Linked DNA regions of Cyprinus carpio: region 1 is linked to region 2. Evidence: chromatin contacts called from public Hi-C data. All regions are on one chromosome and are shown on one strand. Each heading gives the region's core, a stretch centred on a gene start, on an enhancer-like site or on the middle of the called end of the contact. The rest is flanking DNA. Distances are from core to core; before and after follow the strand shown. Region 1 overlaps LOC109075084. Region 2 holds the start of LOC109065455 (interferon-related developmental regulator 1).

Region 1 (2,718 bases), core at 150-2,649, 120 kb before region 2:
TGATTCTATGGGCCCAAAATCATTTGACAAAATTAGATTTAAGAGGCATTTTTGTTTGTTTGTTTCTTCAATTGTGTTCCCATTAAAAATCCCATTTAAAACAGGAGTCTTTTAATTTAATAATAAACTGAGCAATAACTGGAACTTAAAATAAAGTGTGACCTTTTTAGCAAACAAATAAGTTTAATTATGAATGTATACAAAATAATTTCTTCATGAGCCTTAGTATTAAAAAGTGTCACAAGGAACAATATTCAGTCCAAACCTTTGACTGGTACTGTACCTTTATGTAATGTTTTACTGGGTTCATACAAAGGCACATTGAATGCACTGAGGACACAGCTGCATTTCATGTCTCTTTGGGGATGTGTGTGACTGACGTGACATTTACTGCCAATCCCATCATGTCTCTGTTCCCAAAAGAGAAAGGGAGAGATACGAGGGCTGGAAAAAGGACAGGGTTTCTCGACCTTCTGATCTGTGAACATAACTCTAAGTTATTCATACCTAAAAGCCTTAAAAACTGTTTATGCACAAGTGAAAATTCCCCTCATTTACTCACAGTCATGTCTGGTGAAACACAAAATGAGTTTTCTTCTCCATGCAATTACAACAAATGGAGACTCAAGCTTTAAAATGCCATAAAAACATCATAAAGTATCATAAAAGTAGTCCATATGTGAATACGGTGCAATCTATAATGAGCCTAATTTACATAGAAACATGGGGTGCTTGGGCTCAAAAGAATGGCACGATTTTTTTACGCCTCGTTGAACTGGATTATGGGTATTTAGTGAGACAGACGCATAATTTTGAGATGAAATACGACAGTGTTTATTGAATTTGCCAGTGTGCTGGTCTTTGCCTGTGCTTGTTTTAGTTGTGGGCAAATGCATGATCTCTGTTTATATGTGAGTGTGTAATAGAGATGTTGTGTGTGTGTTGCTGTAGTCATATGATCCAGTCTACTATGACTCTGACCTTTCGGTGTCTAGCTGCTGACCTCACGTCCAGCTCGAGCTGCTCATCTGTACTGAAAGAGCACACATTCATGTTTTACTGTTCTTAATACCTCTGTTCAACATTTATGTAACTATTCTTAAGAGCACTAAAATCCCTATAAGGAGGAAGCTAAGAATTATATACTTATTTATTCACACATAAGATATAAGACTGAATAGGGCTAAAATACTTAGTGAACTCAATGAATATGTGTTTTATTATATAAGTTTACACTGCTGATGGAAAAAATGTATGCTGGTTTATGCTGGTTTGGTGACTGAAAGAGAAGAAAAATTATACTGTATTACCATCTAAGGTCATTCAAAGGGCATCTAAACTTCTCAAATGTGTTTTTAAACTTATCTATAGTTAAAAATGTCATAAAATGCACATTTATGTGCGGTCCTTCTGTTTCATGTATTTAGATTGCATACAGTGTTTAGCTGTTTGCAGATGATCTAAGCATTCACACATGGTATTTTATACTGGTTTGCAGTAGAAAAAAATGTATAAACTGACCACTAAAAACAACTCAAGTTAATAAATAATAGTCACCCCAAACAAATATTCCAGTTATTCATAACAAAACCAAATGAAGAATTTGCACCATTTGTGGCTTTAAAATGCAGTTTGCGCTGATCAACTTCATAACAAACAGGTTCACTGGGTCTTTCCTGTACATTTCCATTGAGCTCAGCACGGTTTGTTATTAAAGTGACTCAGGAGGAACAAGATATTCCCAAACCCCACTCACAGATGAAAGACACGTAGGCCACGAGATAAATGTCGCTATGATCACATGAGGGATTTTTTCAGAGGTGTGAATACCTCAGATGTTTCATGCATGCATGCTTTGCAGTTAATTATGTGTTACGTGCTGGCATCCTTTCCTTTTTCTCTTTCTTTCTTTCTGAAAGTACAGGCGTCTTAAAGCTGAATCTAAAAGTTGCTGAGCTTCACCAATCTGCATATAATGTCAAATTTTGTGTCAACTTCATGACAAACAAACACTTATCAAAATTAAAGTTAATTTCAATCTAAATCACTGAAAGCAATATTATATTATTATTAAGATTTTCACTTTTTTTATTTGTATTATTTATACTCTATTTTTGTATTTTATCTGTGCACTCTTAAAAATAAATGTGCTTAAAAGGTTCTTAAGATACAGTGATGCCATAGATTAGAAAAACCATTTTTGGTTCCACAAAGAACCATTCAGTCAAAGGTTCTTTAAGGAACCATCTCTTTCTTACCTTTTTTATAATATGAAGAACCTTCTTTCACCACAAAGAACCTTTTGTGAAACAGAAAGGTTCTTCAGATGTTAAAGGTTCTTTACGCAACCATTTAGACAAAAAGGTTCTTCTATGGCATTGTGAAGCATCTTTATTTTTAATCAGTTTGTTTTATTTTACTTTCAATTTTTATTAGTATTTTCATATTGTACTTAATTTTTTTGTATTTTATAATTTGTTTGTATTTTATTCATATTAGCATTGTATTTGTATTTTCATTTTTTTATTTTTTGCAATTTATTTGTACTTTTTTTGTATTTAATTAGTTCTTTATTAAATGATTTATTTATTTTGCATTTTATTTTTTAAGTACAAATTATTATTATTTTATTTGTATTTTATTTTATATTTAAAATATTTTATTAACAAAGTAGGGTTGCAGCCACTAGATGGAGCAACAACAGCACTTTTACTCCTG
Region 2 (2,700 bases), core at 131-2,630:
ATGAACCCTTAAACGGTGACCAACCCTGTAATGACACATACGGAGAACTGTATTTCCCAACTAATTTCAGACGGTCATTAGACATGGGTGTCCATAACTTTGAGCTTATAGAATCATTAAGTCTGTATGAGTGTGTGGATTAGATTCAGCCATGTTTCATCAGCCCAAAAAACTGCAAAAGGTACAAAGTGTCTCGTACTGTCCGGCAAGGTCAGAAGATGCAGTAACTTCTTCTTTACAGCTTAAGCAAACAAAACAGCCACTTTGTGGGATTTCTCAGACAAAAGTAAATACATCTAGATATAGAACAGTACAGCAGAGATGCAGATAAACCAACATGTGGGATGTGTGAAGGACTACAGCAGGCTGCCAGCACACGCAGTCTCTTTTCCTTCTCAAAGGCCTGTGCAAATCCAGCGAGCAGATGGCCTGAGAACATTTAATAACACACTACAGACTGATTTATACACGTCTACAGCTAAAAAATCTGAACTTTGTGTTCCTGGTTCCTTCTTCCTATGCTCGATTTGGTCCCAAACAGGCCTGTGTTATAGAAGCAGGTTAGTGTGACTGCATGGCCTGAAATAACCTTAAACACATACTGACAGCTGAAAATTTACACAAAAAATATTATAGCAGCTTCTGCCTATTTGACATTTCACATAAAGTCGATCTCATATAATATACAATAATTCATTTATTAATCTTAAATCATCAAATTTCGATCTAAATGATCCAAGCTGATTGTTGTTTTGTTATTAATCATAGTATACTAAGCTATATGACAATCTTATTAGTTTGTTCTAAATGTTAATCTTTTCGTCATTTGACCAGTTTAATTAATCTTACCAACGGTTTATATAGACCGTAATATTTAAACCTAAATAACATGCCCTTGAAAACAAACACCACATTTAGAAAAGTCAACGTACATTTTCTACTTTCCATGACTAACACGGTGTTTTATTCTTTTGTTTGTCAAAAGAAAGACACTCCTGGCTGTCAACCAAAGCGAGTCATGTAGTAATGGGAGTTGTAGTTCTCTTCTTCCAATTTCATTATACGGTCGGCGTGTAAAGAACTACAAATCCCAGAATACAAATCGCGCATCAGGCCGCAAAAAAACAACCGGTAATTTCCAGACCCGCCATCCTACTTACCTCTGCCGCTCCTTTTCTTGGTCCGTGGCATTTTGCTTAAATTAGTAGTTCCGCGCCTAAAATCAACCAATACACGACCAGTTTTTACTATAATGTCTTTTAAGTTGAGTATATTCCAGTGGCACAGTGAAAAGGAAAGTATTAAAAGCGATTCCGGTGTTAGACTTTGAGCGCGAGCGATACATTTTCCCTCTCAAACTAGGGATCCGTCAACGCGAAGCGCTTTTATACGACCGATGATGACGTACTTAAAAAGGCGTTACCTCACGTGGACCTGGATACAGTAGGACCAATCACATTTCACGATGGGCCGACGTCATCACATATGACGGACTTCCTCCAGGTTTGTATTGGTTTTTGCTGTCACGTCCTCATGCGGGTTCCATGAGTGCACGTTTACACACAGATCACAGTGTTATCGTCAGTATTACTATTATTATTTACTTTCATATAACGTATTTTTTTGTTTATTAAAACCAACACATTTTAACTTAAAATGTCTATAAAGATAACATTGACACTGTCTTGGAACTTGAAACCTATCATCATAATTTCTTTGTAATAATTAAAAAATGTCCTTAATTTATAGTTGTTACGTTTCAGACATGAATGAAACATCATCTGTAATGCATATATATCAATTATTGTACGTCTTTATCAGACAAATCAGAAATAATCCGTCGATTTTATCTTGGGGATTAATTTTTCCTAAATTTAAACTGCAAAGGTGGCACAGAAGCGCTTCTGAAATGGCTTTTAGGTGTCTTTACACAGACTGTTTACTGCTGTTCAAAGATGGTATAAATGCATTTACACAGCAATTACAAGTGTATACTACTCTGATGCAAGTGGCTGAGGTGGGTAAGAGCATTAATTTAGTCTGGCTTTTAAGAAGCATTTTGAGATTACACTAAATTTTGAGCAGGCCTTTACTCTGCTGTTGTAAAAAAACTATTTTTTCTATGTGCACAGGACCAAAAGTGCACATAGTTGAAGAAACACCCTTGTATAACATTTCTGTAGTGCATGTGATCAAAGTCTATGGTAAAATCATGATAAAAATCATGAAGAAAATGAATACTGCTGGATGAAAGAAGTGCAACATCTTTAACATTTGCATTTAATCATTTAGCAGACGCTTTTATCCCAAGCGACTTACAAATGAGAACAGTAGAAACAATCAGATCAACGAGAGAACAACAACGGTATACAAGTGCTATGACAAGTCTCAGTTAGTCTAGTACAGAACACGTAGCCAGGGTTTTTTTTTTTTTTTTTTTTTTTTTTTTGAATATGATAGACAAGAATGAAAAAGAAAAATACTAGTATTAGTTGGTTAAGTGCAGGCAAAAAAGATGAGTCTTTAGATGTTTTTTTAAAAATGAGTAAAGACTCAGATGTTCGAATTGAGATCGGGGAGGTGATTCCCACCAGCTGGGCGCAGTCCAGGAAAAAGTCCGTGAGACTTACTGCTGAATGAAAGAAGTGCAACGTGTGCAGCATTGTGCTGTTTTGTTGCACATGGGGTTATCAGTCCAAC

The links. Hi-C and Micro-C count contacts between places; a contact is called where the count stands out from the background.
Region 1: a contact with region 2 is called in a Hi-C map of skeletal muscle, with 3 times the contacts expected there. The contact joins the enhancer-like site here to the promoter of LOC109065455 in region 2. A contact is called at or near these places in 6 of 8 Hi-C or Micro-C datasets (liver and skeletal muscle).

What each region holds. Positions count from the first base shown.
Region 1 is chrB4:5,496,667-5,499,384 of ASM1834038v1, reverse strand. LOC109075084 reads left to right here. Exons shown (of 4, transcript XM_019091052.2): 4 at 1-103. Among protein-coding and RNA genes, the nearest start is that of LOC109075084, 6.5 kb to the left of the region's middle. Within about 2 kb of position 1,399, at least 1 of the 8 cell types and tissues checked has an H3K27ac peak or open chromatin away from gene starts, as enhancers often do. A contact at or near this core is called in skeletal muscle, where this site is marked.
Region 2 is chrB4:5,374,528-5,377,227 of ASM1834038v1, reverse strand. It overlaps LOC109065455 (interferon-related developmental regulator 1), which reads right to left and starts at 1,380. Exons shown (of 12, transcript XM_042722701.1): 1 at 1,161-1,380. The coding sequence starts at 1,191.